Linked DNA regions of Rattus norvegicus: all the other regions are linked to region 1. A link is a contact called in public Hi-C data. All regions are on one chromosome and are shown on one strand. Each heading gives the region's core, a stretch centred on a gene start, on an enhancer-like site or on the middle of the called end of the contact. The rest is flanking DNA. Distances are from core to core; before and after follow the strand shown. Region 1 holds the start of Blcap (BLCAP, apoptosis inducing factor). Region 2 holds the start of Ghrh (growth hormone releasing hormone). Region 3 holds the start of Manbal (mannosidase beta like).

What was found. A called contact is a pair of places that touch in the nucleus more often than the background predicts.
Region 2: a Hi-C map of liver shows a contact between it and region 1, with 11 times the contacts expected there. The contact joins the promoter of Ghrh here to the promoter of Blcap in region 1. A contact is called at or near these places in 12 of 12 Hi-C or Micro-C datasets (the A7r5 cell line, the Rat2 cell line, Schwann cells and 7 more) and 1 of 1 datasets of contacts at active chromatin or transcription factors (oligodendrocytes).
Region 3: a contact with region 1 is called in a Hi-C map of mammary epithelial cells, with 2.2 times the contacts expected there. The contact joins the promoter of Manbal here to the promoter of Blcap in region 1. A contact is called at or near these places in 1 of 12 Hi-C or Micro-C datasets (mammary epithelial cells) and 1 of 1 datasets of contacts at active chromatin or transcription factors (oligodendrocytes).

What each region holds. Positions count from the first base shown.
Region 1 is chr3:166,651,153-166,654,580 of GRCr8, reverse strand. It overlaps Blcap (BLCAP, apoptosis inducing factor), which reads left to right and starts at 1,752. Exons shown (of 2, transcript NM_133582.3): 1 at 1,752-1,831.
Region 2 is chr3:166,429,999-166,433,426 of GRCr8, reverse strand. It overlaps Ghrh (growth hormone releasing hormone), which reads left to right and starts at 1,547. Exons shown (of 5, transcript NM_031577.1): 1 at 1,547-1,721.
Region 3 is chr3:166,453,324-166,456,751 of GRCr8, reverse strand. Manbal (mannosidase beta like) reads right to left here and starts at 1,685. Exons shown (of 3, transcript NM_001173380.1): 1 at 1,655-1,685.

The DNA.
Region 1 (3,428 bases), core at 503-3,002:
TGTCTCTGTGTCCGCCCTTTCTCTCTTTCTCCCCCATGGTGTCTTTTCTGGGTTCCATCCTTAGGGCCAGTAAACTCACCAGAGAGTGAGTAGCTTTCCAATAATCCTGCCTTTCAAAGCATTCTAGTCTGGCTTGAATTGGCTCATTTCACCATCAGCAGAGAAATAACCTATCAAAAACCTGTAAGAGCTATAAAAAAAAAGCACTTATGGTTTTTAGGCAATGACAACAAAAGTACATATTCAGTATAGGTGCAAGTTCTTCCAAATGTTTTAGAGACATTTTTGAACGTCCCATGCAGAAGTTATGGCTACCAAGTGTCAAATGTATCCCAGTTGTTTCCGGGACAACTGAACTAGGGATTCACTCTTACATAGGACTCCAGACAGTCCATAAGACTGGAGGATCCAGGCACAGCACAGGGGTGTGTTGAGAACAAGGAGACGCTGAGAGTTTTTCTGGAATGCCAATCAGCACTGCCCAAGAACACTATTTGCCTCTGAATCCGTGCTCAACCCACTATTCATTTAACCAGAGCTCCCCGGCCCTCTGTTTTCTCCTGTTGTTAAGTGACAGAAGACCAGGTACAGGTACACTGATCCTTAAGGACTCATAAGCAATTAAACAAGAGTCACACAGTCAAATCTGTTTTCCACCCTGGCCAAGGGCTCACCACCTCTTCTTCATACCTATGACCTCAGCTTAGGTGTCAATGCCTGTGCCTCAATGTATGCTTCCCGCATCCAGTTTGATATGATCTCTTTTAGCTCCCTTAGTCACTACCTGTCCGAGTCACCGTGACTTTAGTGCCTGGAAGGACGTTCAGGTTGCTTAGCTGGTCTCCCATCCCGAACCTCACCTCCATGTCTTCTAACCCTGAAAGTTAATGGCCTTGGAACAAGATCCCTTCACTCACACAACACACAAACTCAATCTGCCCAAGAAGGCCCCAACCCTCACCCACTCCAAACACTAGGATTCCATTCCTTTAATTTGCCTCTTAGTGCCTTCCACGATGCCTAATTACGAATCACGATGCCTAGTTACGAATCACGTACTGGTACAAATAAAAGTGATTACCCAGCGGTAATGTCTCCTCTGTCCCCCAACACTCACTCGCACCTCTTGACTGAGAAAATTGGGGTCAGGAGTAGAAGTCTACCTCCTTAACCTCTAGCACTGCGCTTGCGCACAGTATGAGCTCAGGAACTTGGCTAAGAAACTAGTAAGTGACCACACTGACTCATCTAGACTTTTTAACAAGCCTGGGGCAAGCCATTTCATCACCCAGAAGGAACCACGTGCTTAGACCATGGTTGAAAGGGCCAGATCTGAGCCACGAGAAGTTTTCCCAGAGTGCACAAACCACTAGGTCTTAGAGATTCTGGGGAATCAGGTTCATCAGCGTAACTAAACCACGCTCGCCCGCTGAGCTCTTAAAGAGTAAGGATCACAATCTGCTGCATATGCATGAAGGAGACCATGGGCCAGAGGTTCGGGGCTGCCCAAACTGCGCCTGATCAAATATTCCACGGGCTTGAGGACCTCAGTGCCCTATAATTTTATTCAAGTCCATAAAAAGTTCCGAAAGGACATTTTGTGGCCGATATTGAGGCAAAAGTGCCTGAGAGTAGCCTCGCTTTGAGTCAGTTTGTCAGGCGTCCGCGGCGGACAGCCCAATTTTGGACGGGGTCCTTGGACCGCTTCACTAGAAGACGAAGGGGGCGTCTCCCCAGCTCCTGCGGCGTCGGTGGCGAGCTAAGGTGGAGGCCGGCAGCGGCAGCGACAGCGACGGCGACAGTGGCGGCGGTGCCATGGCGGGGCTCGCAGGTATCGTAGCGTCGCCCGCCTGGGCAGGGTGAGAGGCACTCGGCGCGGTTGCGCCGCCATGTTAGCCCTCCGGGGTCACCTTAGGCGCTGCTTGGCCTCTCGCCCGGGCTTTCCGCGCGGCCGGGTACGGACTCACCCTTGTCTGGCGTCAGGTGACCTCCCCTTTTCGCCCCAACCTGGGCCTTGGCGGGGAGGGGGAGTCCTTTCCCGTCCCTTGGGTGGGTTCCGGGGTTCCTAGCTGTCACTCTGGCCTCCAAGGTCAGCGCGCTCCCGGGACGGGGCTGGGAGGGGCGGGCGCGACCACCACCTCCTCTGTTCCGGACCTTGGCAAGAGGCTCAGCTTCTGGGAGGCCGGACACTCTTCCTCGCCTCTTCAGTTTCTCTCTCTCTCTCTCTCTCTCTCTCTCTCTCTCTCTCTCTCTCCCTCTCCCTCTCCCTCTCCCTCTCCCTCTCCCTCTCCCTCTCCCTCTCCCCCTCCCCCTCCCCCTCTCCCTCTCCCTCTCCCTCTCCCTCTCCCTCTCCCTCTCCCCCCCCCCCCAACCAAAGGAGTGTGGGGAGAAGGTAGAAGTGGGCCCCGAACGCTCTCTTTTGTGTCTGGAGTATTAGGGTGACCATCTGCTTCGGGTCCGGTGTGCTTCTCACTCTCAGCAACTTTTCGTCGAGTCTGGACACCGGTTCCCCCTCCAGTGTGTGGGGAGTGGCCCTCAAGGGCAGCAGAAGGAATGGAGTGCCTGTCACACTTGCCTTGGCCTGGAAAGGAAGAATGGGGGATGGGGACAGCTGATTTTTCCTCCCTCCTGCCAAACCACCTTTAATTCCTTCTAGGTCTCATGTCTCTTTTCACTTGGGAAACTGGGGCCTGTTCTAGTTTATAGGTTATTTCTGTTTATAGGTTCGGATCCTCTTTTGTCCCTTTCAGGGTACTGATGTATTGGGGACAGCTTCTCTGCCCTGCCTGACATGGTCCAATCATCCTGTCAGCCATCTGAACTGCACCACCGAAGCCAGGACCCAAAAAAAGTTCCATTTTATGCGCCCATGACGAGTGTTAGATCGAGCTTGCTTGTTTAACTCAAGATTCATTAATGGCATGAGTTCCTGTTTAAAGATGGGGTTTCTGGAACCTTGGTCAGTTTCCAGGAACCAGATCAATTCTCAATCTGAAAATGGTCATCTTAAAGTTGTGGCCAAAACAGTTTAACTTCTTACCTGTTATTTCCAAGGGGGAATGAGAGTTAGGCCGCCCTCTTTTCTTGTTCCCTTGGAAACACACGCATTCTGTTCAAGCTTGTCACTGTGTGATCTACCAAGAGCCCTGTATTGCCTTCCTCTCTGTCTTCTGGCTCTGGCTCTGCCTGGGAATGTTCAGGAATCTGTGTCCTGCTGTGCTATGAGCCCTGTGGAGGGAAGGGGACAGGATCATTTCCAGAGAAGATTGTGGTAACAATGTTTCTCTGGCATATGGAAGAAGTCAGTGGTCACCTGAAAAAAGAGACTTTGGTAAACTAGTATTGTGTGTGTGTGTGTGTGTGTGTGTGTACATTTAAATCTCCAGGGGAAGATTAACTGCCAGCTCAGAGTCTTCCTTTAGGGTGTT
Region 2 (3,428 bases), core at 298-2,797, 220 kb after region 1:
ATAAAAATCATAACTTAAAGGTCATCTTTGGTTGCAAAGCAAGTTTGAGGCCAGCTTGGGCTACATGAGACTCTGTCTTGGGGGGTGGGGGGGACGGAGATAAAGGAAGGAAGAAAGGGTTCAGAAATTAAAAAATAAAAGTAAATAAAATTTTAATTTTTAAACTAAAAGAAGAGACGAATATAAAGAGTTGTGGCGAGCACAGCTTTGTTTTGGTTTAAAGGGTCTGAAATCCAGTGTTTTGTTGGAAACAGGCAGGCAGGGGAGGGCAGCAGTCTGCGCGGAGCTCTGAGCCGAGGCTGGCAGGGACAAAGAACTGCCTTCCTGGATGAGGACTGCATGAGCAGAGACCTGGTGATGGGAGCCCACTAAGGCCTGCCGGAGGAGCTAGAAGTAGAAGCAGGAACCACTGGAGCTGAGTCTCCTCTCTCCAGATGCCACAGCCTGTCAGAAGCGGGACTCGGGAAAAGGGCTTCTCTTCCGCCCCAGGACAGAGTCTGTTTTGTTTCTCGCCTACTCTGTCTGGCTCCTCTCCAACACCAGTTCTTAAGGCTCTGGACATACACAATTCCACAGGCCCCTCTCCCAGGATCCAGAAACAGGACAGTCACATCCGGCATCCTCTGCCAACCCCGGCTCCTCCAGCTTCATCGCAGTCCTCAGTCCCTGGCAACCACCCACCGAATCCCCTTCCCTGCCACCGTGTGTGGAAGCGGGATACTGGACAGTCATTTTAGCTGATTTGTTCAATTTGTTTCCTGAGCTTTGGGCAACCCACTCCATCTGTAGATGGCTGTAAGCAACTTCCAAGCAGCATGCCTTCCTAGCCACCTCCCAGGAGCTCCCCAAGGGCTGCCTTTCATTCTCCTTCCAGGGGTCTGTAGAATACAGCCCTGGATGTTTCCAAGGCACGGACTGGCATAATAAGCGCAGGCGTCTCCATGACACCGTTCATTGAGCTTATTGGAGCGTTCTGCGGATGCCACGGAACATCGAGCCAAATCCCAGGAACACGCTCTGAACCCCAGGAGCTGCACACCACTCTATTAGGTAGTTTATTGGCGCATCAAATCTGGAGTCTACCTCCCTCGGTTCACAAATCAGTTCAGAGAGAGGATCAAACTTGCCCAAGATTAAAGAGTAATGGTGTCACCTGCTCCTCTTCCCTGAATGGCATGATGCCAGGGATGTGACTGGTGACCTGAAAGGGAGGGAAATCAAGGCAGGAACGGCTGGGTGTGATGGAGACCTCAAGGCTGTTGTGAGCCCCCCAAGAACAGACTCTCTGGAGGCAGGCTTTATCGAGCAGGTCGTTCAACTGGGGAGCACAAAGGCTACTTAAATTTTTGGGGAGTGAGTAGGGGCACTCAGGGCAAACGGATGTCATTGTCCAAGACCAAGGTGTAGGGAATGCTTTACTGCATGAAAAGGAATTTGAGGTGCTTGCTGTCTGGACGTGACTTTGTCCAGAGAGGAAATTTAACCTATAACCTGGCCACCGGTTATGACTACCTCAAGGATTGCAGAGGTGGGGCCAAAAGGCTATGTACGTGCTCTGGAACATGCAGGCCCAGGACGGAGAAGGAGGCGTCCTGCTCCTGCCAGCCTTAAGATGGGAATTTTAGGGTCTGGACATCACTGGTGCTCCAGGTCAGCTTTCCTGGTTGCAGATCTCTCCTGGTCAAGGCTCCCAGCTCGCCTGGATCCCACAACTGCACAGTGTAAGTTCGTAGACATCTAAATTTTTTTAAAGATTTATTTATTTTATGTATATGAATACTCTGAGCTGTCTTGAGACACACCAGAAGAGGGCATCGGATCCCATTACAGTTGATTGTGAGCCACCATGTGGTGGTTGGGAATTGAACTCAGGACCTCTTAACTACTGAGCCATCTCTCCAGCCCGACATCTAAATTTTGAACCTAGCTCTCCTGATGCCCCTATTGAGGGACAATGTCCTCACTGAGCGGTTAATAGGGATCTGCAGACCTCTGATGAACAGCAATGTGGCTAACCGCCCTTTCCAGTGAAACGCACGGAAACTGCAGTGCCTGGGAGGGAAATGAACCCAGTCAATCTCTTTTGTTATTTTTATCTGATTGGGTTCACTTCAGACCGGTTCCCATTTCTTATTTATGACCAAAGGCCCTTGAGTGAGAAAAATGAACTCAAGGACACCATTTTCTTTTATGCACTGCAAATGTTTCTATACCTCCCCTCCCCTCCTCCTCCTTTAAAATAACATTTCCTTCCCAGGGGCACCCCCCCCCGCCCCCAAGCTTCTAAAATCCCTGGCCTTTCCAATCTCCTCTTTGCCTTGGCTATAATTATCTTGGGAGAATTTAAATTCCTTATCATGGGTTTGTGACAGCCCCAGCTTAAGGCCTAGCTTCCATTCTGAGGTCTTGTCAAATTGCCCTCCATAGGAATTATTGTTAGGGCTTTTTTTTTTTTTTTTTTCTTAAAGGGTGATAATAGGATTTTGACTATGTTGAAGAAAGAACCCTTATCTTTTTTGAGATACGTGCTGAAATATTTACCAGTCCGGGATTTGCTTCAGAACAGTCCGGTGAGGGAGATGGCAAGCACCACAATATCTTACTGAAATTGTCTTTGCTGGCTTCCTCTCACAATCCTTCATTCATTTCCCAGTGCTGAGGGGAGAACTGGGGACCTCGTGGATGCTTGGTAGGGATTCTTCCACTAAGCAGTTGCCCACCTCTCTTGCAGGGACCCTTTGGCTTCCTCTCTTTTACCTCTCGCCCCCAGTCTTTGGATCTGTATGTTTTGAGCCTGGAGATGGGATTTGCCTCTGGGAGACTCAGCAAAGGAGAGAGAGAATCTTAGTTTCGAGAGCCCATCTCCAGGCTGACAGAAAGTAGCTCGCTCTCTCACTGGGGTCTTTCCTTCTTTTGACCTTATTATTAGTGTGTGTGGAGGTCAGGGGACAACTTTGAGGGGTTGTCCCCTCTCTTTCCACCCTATGTGGCTCCCAGGGATGGAACTTAAGTGGCTGGGCTTGCATGGTAAGCACCTTCATCTGCTGCACCATCTCGATGGCCTGGATCCCCCTTTTCTACTTCTGCTTCACCTGTCTTGAAGATAGATATAAATTCCCCAAGGTCTCTCCGACCCCCACCCTACCCCCCACTTCAACTCCTGTGCCCTTCAAGGGAGGGAACGAGGGAGGGAGGGAGGGAGGGAGGGAGGGAGGGAGGGAGGGAGGAGGCAGCTTAGAGAAACAACCATCATTTCCAAGATCTGAACCAGATCTAGTCACCTGGTCCCCAGGGTTTCCTGGAGGTCTTATGACACTCCGTCCCCAACATGTGCGAATGGAACTCCCATCCCCTCTTAACATGATCTCCACAGGCATCCTGGCCCTCCCTCCAGTCATCCATAGACTCATTTGGGCATCCTTTCCCTT
Region 3 (3,428 bases), core at 436-2,935, 200 kb after region 1:
CCACCAGCTCCGACTTTTATTTTTGTCTTGTTTTGGTTTTTGAGACAGGGTTCTCTGTGTAGCCTTGGCTGTCTTAGAACTCGATCTGCAGACTAGTGGATCTGCTTCTAGTGGAACTTGTTCTGTAGACCACACTGGCCTCCAACTCACAGAGATCCTCCTGCCTCTTCCTCCCAAGTGCTGAGATTAAAGGTGTGCACCACCACCACCTGGCCAGTTTTTAATTTTTTTAAAGATGTATATTTAATTATGAGTAGCTGCTGTGACTGCATGTATGTGCTCATGACCTAGAGTCCCAGAAGCACTGGCCATCCTGGTTCTGGAACCAGACGTGATCGTGAACTGCCTGATGTGAACAGCGGAAACGGAAACTGGGCCCTATGGAAGAGCAGCAAGTACCCTAACTACTGAGCCATTGCTCCAACCCTAATTTGCTTTTACACAAGGTCTGACAATTGGGCCCAGGCTGGCTTCAAATTCACTATTCTTCTGCCTCAAGTCGCAAATGCTAAAATTACAGAGGTGCAATACCATAGTCAACACAAGTGTTTCTTCTTCATAATTTCACAGATATAAGATTTGTTTTGCCTGACAGTGGTAGCTGATGCCTTTAATCCCAGCACTGAGGAGACACAGGCAGGTGGATCTCAGACGTGAATCCAGCCTGGTCTACAGAGTGAGTTCCAGGAAGGCCAGGACTACACAGAGAAACCCTATCTTGGAAAAACAAACAAACAACAAACAAACATTTTGTTCTCACCAAAGATTTTTTAGCAATTTTAACTTAAGGATCTTTGGATCTTTAAATTAAAAGCAAAAACAAAAACTGTTTCTTTTAGTAAAAAAGCACCTTTTTACTTAACAGTAGCAGTGTTTGGGTTTGCTTTGGCAAACCCCAAAGACTATCATTACTACTCTTGTGCTGATATAAGGGTTACCTGAACTCAGGCGGCTGTTCTAAGTGACTAATGAGTAGGGAGCATATATAGAAGGCTACTCCAAGCAAGATGATGTATGTGCAAGGACGGAAGAGGTAAAACGTCATCACGCTAACTTTCCTAGGGCTGGGAAGAACAGTAGCGGGGCTTGAATGTGGGACTCAAGCACACTAAGGCTCTACTACTGAGCTCTCAACACGCTATTCAAAACACACCAAGTAAAAGCCAGCCTTGTGCTGTTTGTTTCTGGAGTCTTCCACTTTCTGTATTCAGGTGACAGGTAACTGAAACCGCAGATAAGTTAGAGGCTATTGCATTCACCGTCCCTCTCTTTGACAAGAGTTTTCTCTCAAGCACACACTGCACCTACGAACTTATACATTCATAGCCTCCTTATCCTTATCCTATGTGCGCTCTTTGCGGAGGAGGAGACCGACCGGGAGAGGAAACGCGAGATGCCCTAGGTTACATAGCAACACAGGGCACACCCGACAGACCAAGTCCGGGCTCCACCTGGCGGAGGGTAGGCTGGGCCTTGGCCCTGAAGAACTCTAGCGAGGGCCCGGGCAAAGGTCCCAGTCTCCTCGGAACGCAGACTGCCATCGCAAGTAACTTTCGTCCACAGCCCCAGGAAGCCGCTGTAACCCGTAGCGCCGTCCCGATCCCGCCCTCCAGGAAGCTCCGGCCCCGTAACCCGCACCTGAATACTTACTTACCTCCGGTAACACCGTGCCGCCGCAACGGAAGTGATCCCTTGTGACCCGGAAGCGATGTGCCCCGGACAGCCGCAGATTCCGTTCAGCGGGCTTTATCGGAGCCACGGTTTCCTCGCGGTCCTCCTCCTGCTGTTTCCTAAATACACACTGAAGGTTGAAGCTTTAATGGATTTTTGTTTGATTTGAGGCAAGGTCTCACAGTGTAGTCCCTACTGGCCTTGAACTTGGAGCAATTTTCCTTTCTGATTACAGACGGTCTCCACACTGTTTAGAACTCAGTTCTAAATCTGAGCCAGAGACCTACAATATAAGGGGGTAGGACACATTCACATGCTATAATTCAGACAAAACCAAATCACCGTAATAAATTAAAAAGAGACCCGTGAACATCTCTGATTTCCGTGGAGTTTATAGTCAGAGTAAGTTACATAGTAGATATAGAATCTATAATGTGATAAATGTTTGGAAGGCAAATAACAGGTATTTGATTAAGTGAGATGAATGAGTTAAGAATGGAGGCCGAGTTTAGGCAGTGAGTGGTAACCAGCCTCTATAATGGACAGTGATGTTATTGGTGCCTGATAGTCTAGCCTTTTACAGTCTCCTCCCATGCCGACCAATGTGACCCATAGGATATTGGGGAAATACAGAGCTTGAGTTCCGAGATGAAGACAGAAAAACATTGTGACTTCCTCTTTGCTTGCTCTTGGACCATTCCTGGGAAGTCCCACATAGGTTCACATGGGCAGTTGCCAAGCTTCCAGTCAACAACTCAGCTTGGCAGATAAAATGATCTCTAGGATTCATCCTTCAGTCCCATGTCAGCTGATGTGGCTCTGACCCCTAAATCCTTTAATTATGTGTATGGTGAGTGGGTGTTGGTGGGTATGGCATATGCACACATGTGCACGTGCCTATGCATGCTGAGGCCAGAGGAGTCAATCAGGTGTCCTATTATATTCCACCTTATTCCCTTGAGATTGGGAAAGCCCCAGGGATCCTGTAGACACCCTGCTTTGGCACTGGCGTTCGAGATGTATGTGAAGCCATGCCTGGCTTTTTATTTTGGGTATTTGAGACCTTCAGGCCTGGTCAACAAGCACTCTTACCTACTAAGCCATGCCCAACCCCTAAATCAATTGAGTAGATGGATTTCTGGGTTTTCTTTTTTTTTCTTTTCTAATGCTGAGGATGAATCCTCAAGTACGCTGTCCCAAACTCCTGCTGCTGTGACTTCCTCCCAACAGCAGACTGTAATTGTCAACCATGAGCCAAAACTTCCTAAGTTTCTTTTGTCAGAGCATAACAGCAATAAGCAAGTAACTAGGGTCTCAAGAGAGGGCTCAGTGGTTAAGAGTGCTTGCTGCTCTTACAAAAGGACCTCAGTTTGGTTCCCAGCACCCATATATTGGCACAAAATCTATTATAACTCCAATTTCAGGAAATCAGAAGCTTTCTTCTGGTCTCTGTGTGTACCAAGTACACACATGGTACACATACATACATGGAGGCAAAACATTTTTTTTTCAGAGCTAAGGATTGAACCCAGAGCCTTGGTCTTGCTAGGCAAGCGCTCTACCACTGAGCTAAATCCCCAACCCCAAAACATTCTTATATATGAGCGTGTGTTTGTGTGTATGTGTACATGTGTGTACATGTGTGTATGTGTGTACATGTGTGTGCATGTGTTATATGTGTGTATGCATGTGTACATGCGTGTGTGTGTGTGTGTGTGTGTGTGTGTGTGTGTGTGTGTGAAGAAAAGCTAAAGAAA